2 separate regions of the Capsicum annuum genome follow, and region 1 is linked to region 2. A link is a contact called in public Hi-C data. All regions are on one chromosome and are shown on one strand. The core of a region is the stretch at or near the end of the contact, and the rest is flanking DNA. Distances in the headings are between cores, read along the strand shown. Region 1 has its middle 9.6 kb from the start of LOC107878345. Region 2 holds the start of LOC107878347 (zinc finger CCCH domain-containing protein 2).

Region 1 (4,279 bases), core at 1,430-3,929, 39 kb before region 2:
ATTAATTTGTATCGAATAGGCATGTTCTTACACTCCCATCTTTGCCATATGAAAAAGGAAAAAACTGAGTAGTCTAAAAAGGTGTTTGGATGAACTGTTTTTAAGTGACTTAATAATTAAAAGTTAAAGTTAAAATAGAAATTTTTAAAGTTTAAAATAAAATGATTAAAAGTACGTTTCGGCTTTGTTAAATACCTCAAAAATAAATTTAAAAATTCAAGCACTTAAAAGTAAATTAATGTAACCACTCCCTAAGCAGAAATTTGACTAACCCACCCAATCGCTTCTGCTCAAAAAATGTATTATGTTGAATATTTAGTTATTAAGTAAGTATTATGTAACATTATCATTTTAAAACTTAGTATTGTAGTTCTAGTATAAAATAGAAATAATGTTTCGTGTGTTACCTACCAAGGGGCGGTGGGTGTTAAATGGGAGGCAGAGGGAGAACAGAATATGTTTAATCGCCACGTCTCACGTGACACACTGCCTTTAAAAGACTGCCATATTGCCCTCACTAAAGGTGAAGGGGATTGGGGCGGCTACTGTTGCTCACACACACCTCCTTTTATTTCCTTTCAAATTAAATTAATTTTTTTTTTATTTGATGTCGGATACTTACTTTGGAATTTAATTAATTTAAATTTATATCGGATGTCGGATACTTATTTTGGAATTTAATTAATTTAAATTTATATCGAATAGAGCTCCACTCAAGGAATAACACTCTCTATCAAGAATTTTTTTATATTCAGGACTCAAATTTGAAACCTTTAATTAAGATAGAAACAACCTTATTCACTGTATCACATTCTTTGATGATAACTGAAGTACTGTCAAATTGAATGGATATATTATTATTTAAATTTTGGAATAATACTCCCTCTATTTAAAAAAGAATAATTTACTTTCTTTTATAATTCGTTTAAAAAAGAATTATCTCTTTTCTTTTTTGGTAATACTTTAATTTCAACTTTTCGCATGACATGTTTAGAACTAAAAAATTAAAAAAATATTTTATACATTTGACATAACTTTAATTTAAGAATACAAGATTAAATTTCTTTTTTTTTTTAAAATTTTATGTCAAGTTAAAATAGCATTTAAAAGAAACGAATAATAGTCAATGACTTATCAACATATTGACTGACTCCATTCAATCAAATATTGTTTAGCTTTAAATTACCTGGTTTAATAGATTGGGGAGTGGGTAACGTCAAATCATATCCACATCAAATATTGTGGTAGTGTTATTACTCCGTAAGTTCATTTTTACGTCATTTTGTATTTTTGAGAGTTAAATTATTTAAATTTCATTTAATATTTTAAGATGTAGTTTTTAGTCATATTAATATAAAAATTATTGTAACTTATAATATTTTTATATAATTTTTAAAACTCTAAATTTTAAATTAAACTACTTCAAAGTTTAATCAAATTTACCTTTATAAAGCAAAATGTAATAAATAAAAGTGAAGAAAGAGAGTACTGTTTTTTCTATCAATCTTTTAAAAGTAAATACACTCTCTCCCACTTTTTTAATTACTTTACTCTCTCTCCTTATTAATATACATAACATAGCTGACATATACATAGCATTTTGTGTATATGTGAAATTTTTGTAATATATTTAAGAAGTTGAGATTTTTTATAATATTGAAAACATAAGTTGTGTATTTGTGTAATTTTTAGATTTATATTATCCTTTCTACCATACTACTCAATATTTTGGGCTGTGTCTTTTAGGGACATGACCTTTTGGTGCAAGGGATGTTGACAAACATGCCCTTTGGGCGGCCTCATTTGTCCTTGTGGTTAGCTAGCCCACGATTCCTATTTCATAGCCCATATTCAACTACACAGTCAAGGGCCTGCTCTCTCAGTAGAACAGCCCAATATAATACCTAATTAAGATTTGGGTTTGGACTTTGAGAACAGGTTGGGAATCCCTTACATGTTTACATGGTTGAGATCTAGGTTTGGATGATCATTTCTTACACTCATTTTTCCCAAATAAGTTCTATGTGCAGTTCCATTAGAAAATTTAATAAGGGAAACAAATCTGTCTAGTCAATAGAAGAACAAATGGATGTATTGGTCCTCAACTTCGAATAGATTTACTTCTTATTACTAAGACAAGTAAATATTTTATCAAGAAAAGAAAAAGTGATGAACTACATTAAATGTGTTTGTTGGAACAAAAATAGAGCACAAGTTTTGGTCTAGACTTCTTTTTCACCCTAATTTCTTCATCTTTGTCCTATTATCATTTGTACTTCTATCCATCACAGTTCTAGATTCAACCTAATTTACAAGTCGGATTGTAACCAGGATACGCTGAAGGGTGATCAGTCGAACATCCTTTGTCGGAGAATTATACCGTCTATATGTAGGTAAACTATGACTATATTTATGCATAAGTTCTAGAACACTCTTAGAAATATTCCTAACTTCACTATTTCTTAACTATATATAGGTTAACATTGCTTGTCTAACATTCTGCATACACCACTATAGAGAAAACAAGTGTGAAAACTAAGCAACTCATGAAGGAATAATATTGAGCCATGCCCCAAACGGCCAACACAAATTAAAGTTGTTTTGAGTGGTATAGTGGTATAGTATGGGCCAATTGTCCCATTAGCATAGCATTCATTCATAAAACCAACAAAAGGGAATGAACATATCTAGTAAGTGAATATATATGTGATTGGATAGGTCAGTAGATCATAGAGAAATGGCATGTGGGGGACCTCTACAATTACAAAGCATAGGTCACTTTTAGTGTTAGGCTGGCTCTTCCCCACTTCACATACCATTTCTTGTGAATCTATGACAACAATGTATCATTCACCTAACCATAGCAAGAATATTGGCAAGCAGCCTCTACCCCATAAGGGATAGATTGAAATTATAGCCCTTTCTGCCCTACCTTCCCTGCTGTAGTACCCTTCCTAGGAAACATAGAAGATGAACATATATACAACGTGCAATCATATGTGCAAACCAGCTTCCTTACTCGTGCCATGTTTGGTGCTTTTTCCTTTTAACTGTAACGGCTTATCAACTTGCGTGTATCTCAGCTAATTTCACAAGATATATGATATCTCTGCTTAAGTACTGTGTTTGTTTGTCTATTATATATAACTTGAACAGATGAAAAGAAATCACATACATATTCTTAGATTTGTTGAAATTTGAACCCGAGGCCTTATGATTCTCAACCTCTTCATTATAAACTAATAGATCACACCCTTTAACTAGTGCCAATTACGTAACATACTTGAAATTTCGAGTCAACTGAGTTTTTTCCTTAATCAATATTTTTTTTATATGTTTTAAATATTGTAAGTTGTTAATTATTGTGATTTACAATACTATAGGTAGTTTTCATATATATAAATTTTATTTAGAAAAATATAAAACTTTTATGTATAAATTCACGGTCAAAATTTCGAAGTTGGAATGATGAAATTTCAAATATGCCACATAATAGAAAGATAGCATTACTCCACTAGTCCTTAACATGGTAAGTGCATTTGCATAGTTAGGTCAAGTTTCAAGATTTTATCCAAAATTCAATCTGCCTCCTAGCCTATTGAAAGAAAAAAAAAAAGCCTTTTAGCTTGCTAGCTAGGCTTGGGTACTTGCGCTTTATTAGGGGCTTTGGCCATTGGGTAGTTAGAGAAAATTTGAGTGCATTGGAGTATGTTTGGTGAGTTCATTTTCTATGGCAAAAAGTTTTTCCGAAAGATATTTTTCCGGAAAATTTTCTTATATTTAGTTGATATAAGTGCCGTTTGGCCATGAAAATCATAATTTTTTGGAGTTGGAGTTGGAGTTGTGGTTGACTATGAATATAAATTAAAGTTATTTTTGAAAGAGAAAAGACATAAAATCCCCCTCAACTTATCTGATTTTTTCAAAAGGACACCTAAACTATATAGACGATCTATTAATTCACGAAACTTATCTATACAGTTGTAAATATACCATTTTGATGAAAATTTTGCCTATGCATGTAGACGCGCATAGAAAACGCGTGAATGAGTTAAAATTCACCCCAAACCAATAGAAAGTTATCATGTGACATTAATAACTTGTCTTCTCCAACAACTCATCTTCTCCAAACAATTCATCCTCTCCAAACAAAAAAAAAGGAAAAGAAATTCACAGAATTCTTTTATCATTGTAAAATTTTTTTGGTGCTTCTCCTTCATCTATTCAATATAATCAAAACTCCATTTATAAAAATAAATTTCTTACTCTTCAAATTCAT
Region 2 (4,082 bases), core at 1,096-3,595:
TTGTACCATCTTATAACCATTTCCAACTTCAAGAATTATCTGAACCTTCACAAATCCACATTTTATTTTTTCAAAACATACTATAAATAGCATTGCTTATGATACGACAGAATTAAATAGTACTTCCTTCGTTTCAAAATAATTCACGAAATAATTAAATTGTTAAAATATTTATTGATATTTTTAAAATAAGTGAATCATTAAAATTTACATTGATATTTTTAAAATAACTGAATCATTGAAATTTACCCATATGATTTTTTTGACAGACTTAACAGAAAAGGTATTACAAGATCTTAACAATTCACAGAGGAAGTACAAGATAAAGATCACTGAGTAAAATAAAATTTGTACCTTGATTTTAGAGTCCAAACATTTGTACCATAAATTGCATTGAAAAACACCTATTAATCCCACTTCACCAGGAGTGACAGTAGAATCAGAAACGGCGGTTGTAAATGAAAAATTAACAAAGGGAACCATGGAAAAACAAGAAACTATTATTGAGTAATTTGTGCAACAATAATAATAGTAACATTAATGGTTTCACATTGAACTTGAACATAACACAATACGTACTCCCACAATTCTTCTTACCTTCAACAAAATGGAAATTGAAAATTACATCTTTATAATCGACACACAATCGATGACCCAAGCAATCTTACATTAACATTGATTAAATAAGGCAAAATAATCTAATAAGGCTTTCAAATTAGTAATAATAAACAGTCACCACATCCTCCTCCATCTCATATATACACACACTTGTTGACTTCTTGTTTTATATGGATGGTGCAGTAGCAGCAGCAGCTAGCAAAATAAACAGTACTTCTTGAACTTGTATATACAAAAATCTTCTTCAAATCTTGAATAATTTTTCATCATAATCAATCGGACTGGACCACAAATTAAACTCCAAATCAATGGCCCATAATCTCCATAACTTTTTTTTCAAGTCAAAAGATCATTGACCCACCCAAGATCTGGTCCTCCACCTAATCCATTGTCACTGTAGTACTTGTTTGTAGCACTATTATTACTATTATTATTGGGTTCTTCCACAAAGCTCAATCTGGAGGTGGAAATAGGACTAGGAGATGGAAATTCCCTCGCGTAAAATTTACTCCTTGAATTGGAAATTGGACTTGGTAATGGAGTTGAAGGCGAAAGAAGGAACTGCTGCTGATCATCGTAACCATTATTGTTACTAAAATTCACATCCAACCACGGTAAATTCCCATCAAAATGTGCTTGATGAGAAGCAGATGCTGGTGAAGAAACAGGTTCATGATTCACATTCATAGCTTCCAATGAGCTAACCAATTCCGTAAGTGCATCTTTGTAGCTCATCAACCCAGTTGGATCCATCTGACCCACAGACGACGATTCAACACTCCCAAGACCCCCAAAACGATCAGTGTAACGAGACACGGGCGATGAAAATTGGGTGCGATGAGCAGGGGAAAGAGGCGGTGAGAAGGACGGAGAAACAGGGGGAGATATATGTGACATGCCAATTAAAGTGGAAGTAGGGGAAGCAGACACAGAGTGACAAAAAACACAGCAATGGCTTAAATTCCTGTACTTCTTGTCAACAGGAGAGTTCCTAGGTGATGGTGAAGAACCACTATCATGACAACTAGGAGGAAGAACACGAAGTTGTCTAGGAGTATGTGCAAAGAAACAAACCTTTCGTTTACAGTTCTTCCCATCTTTGCATGCTTCAGTTCTATACCTTGATGGATGCAACCAGCACTCAAATACTCCATGTGCAAACTCACAGTTATCACCTCTGCTGCAATTCCCCTTACGAAACTCTGAACAAACCGTCCCAGAATAATGAAACCTTCGTGGATCTCTCCGCCTAGCCTTCTCACCTGGATGTGCAAAGGGGCAATCAGTCCAATCATGGCTCCTGCTACGAGTACATCTCCGCACCTTGAACTCGTACATACGAAAATGGTCAGACGAGTATGGGTCAGCATCATCATCATCCAGACTATTATAAGGCAAAAACTTCTGAAACAGTGTGTCGGTTTCAGGCCCAAACCCAGACTTAGGAGAGTCAAAAACATCAGAATCAACTGATGAAAGAGTAGAGCGACGGCTCAGTAATTTTCTTGGTGGAATATCAATGTCACGAAGGGACTTCTTGTAAAGTTGGTGTGAGGGATGAAACTTATGATGGTGCAACTCAGCACAAAGACCTTCCATTATTGAAAAATAATGAAATTTGTGTGAATGAAGAAGAGATATAGCTAGTGTTAATGAAAGTACATGATAAAAAAGATGAGAATGGAGGAGGTATTTATATAGTACATAACAAGAAATTAAATGGAGTTCTAATATTAGGAAACACAATAATTTTACAAGGGATGACGAGGATAGTGTGAAGGATGGGCAAGGAGGTGCGTGGCTTAATAGTATTAGGGATTGACATGCAAAGGTTGATATGTGGCAGCTCGATACATAGTTCTTCTGCATGCAACATTAGTTTTTTGTGAAAAAGACAGTATTCTCCCTTTCTTTGTTTTTTATGTATTCTTTTTTATTTCTTAATTTGGTTTTCTTTTAAGATAGGTCATGTCCTCACATGGGGTTGCATTCTTCTTCTGTTAATCTAATTTGACCTCTTTTGTTCTTTATTTTTTTAATCTAGGCAAGAATCTAATACTGTTCCGATTACGCAAAAATTGCGCCACGTAAGTCTAGTTAATTAAGGAGGTGTTAGATACGAAGGAAAATATTTTTATTGGTGTAAAAAATGATTTTCTCTTTTAATGTATTTTCTTATGTTTGATATGTGTGTATAATCTAAAAAAAAGTATTATACATAGAGATCGGGGTGGTAGTGTTAATGACTTAATGTGGTGGCTATAAGGTGAAGTGAAATAGAGGCCGTATTTAAAATTGAATTATAATCAATAGTGTGTGATAACTTAAATTGAAAAAAAAAAAATATTAAGCTATTGAAATCAGGTTATCGAATTAACAAATTGAAAATGATTTATTGATTTTATAAATAATAAATTATTATTTTAAAAATAGATTATCGAATTCTTATATTGAATAAATTAATAATTCATTAACCACTGTGCGGCACCCCTCCAACTCACCACCAATAGTAATACTATTTTTCTGTTTTAATAATTCATTAACCTGTTTGCCTCAAAATATTTGTCTTTCGTTCGCCGCTCATTCAACTACTATTATTATCGCTTATCAACAACGGTATTTTTGATCGGGAGCGACATTATGAGTTAATAAATTCAAATATTGAATTAAAAGTTACTAATAAAATCTGTAAAAGCTATTCAATCATTTTTGAATGTCAATTTTTATAGTTAATAATCAAGAATAACTGATAATTTCATCGTTTTCATCATTGACCGAAAGATAAGTGTTTAGTCAAACTGAATCAATTAATATTTTATTGATTTGATAGTTGTTTAACATATTTCAAAATCGATTATCAATAATTAAGTTAAACTATTATTTGCAAAATCAAATCAAATCATTCGATAAGCACTCCTAAAGTAAGGTAAGGTATGTTAGATGTAATGAGGGGACATAATTAATATAGAATATCATATGTGAAATTTGTTAATAATGGAGTATTATTTCTCAAACTTATTTTTTTAGAAAATTATATTTAAGTTTTTCTTGATCAATTGATAATAGAAAAGATTAAAAAATATATATATATATTTTTTCCATATCAAACTTATACTGACAAAAATAATTTCTATTCCAAAAATTTCAATTCTCAAAACTCCAAACTAAAGCCTCTAGTTAAAATTTATAGGCTATAATAGCATTCCTTGATGATTGACCTCCTTCCATTATTTTCTGAAGGGTAACACACGGATTAAAAAGTACTTAGTAACATTTTTCTTGTCTCAATTATTATAAAATAAAATAGTTTAATTTTAATTTTTTTCATTAAGTAGTTTAAATTTCCTCTTTCTTAATTTAGGTTTCTTTTATGATAGTCATGTATCCTCATATAGGGTAGGCATCTTTCTTCCGTGAATCTAATTTTGACCTCTTTTTATAACTCCTTGCGTAATTTATTATTT

Evidence for each region. A called contact is a pair of places that touch in the nucleus more often than the background predicts.
Region 1: a contact with region 2 is called in a Hi-C map of leaf, with 2.5 times the contacts expected there. The contact joins the enhancer-like site here to the promoter of LOC107878347 in region 2. A contact is called at or near these places in 4 of 5 Hi-C or Micro-C datasets (leaf, pericarp and placenta).

The regions. Positions count from the first base shown.
Region 1 is chr7:206,777,796-206,782,074 of UCD10Xv1.1, reverse strand. No RefSeq gene overlaps it. Among protein-coding and RNA genes, the nearest start is that of LOC107878345, 9.6 kb to the left of the region's middle. Within about 2 kb of position 2,679, at least 3 of the 5 cell types and tissues checked have an H3K27ac peak or open chromatin away from gene starts, as enhancers often do. A contact at or near this core is called in leaf and pericarp, where this site is marked.
Region 2 is chr7:206,739,030-206,743,111 of UCD10Xv1.1, reverse strand. LOC107878347 (zinc finger CCCH domain-containing protein 2) reads right to left here and starts at 2,345. Exons shown (of 1, transcript XM_016725302.2): 1 at 524-2,345. The coding sequence starts at 2,217. The coding sequence ends at 955.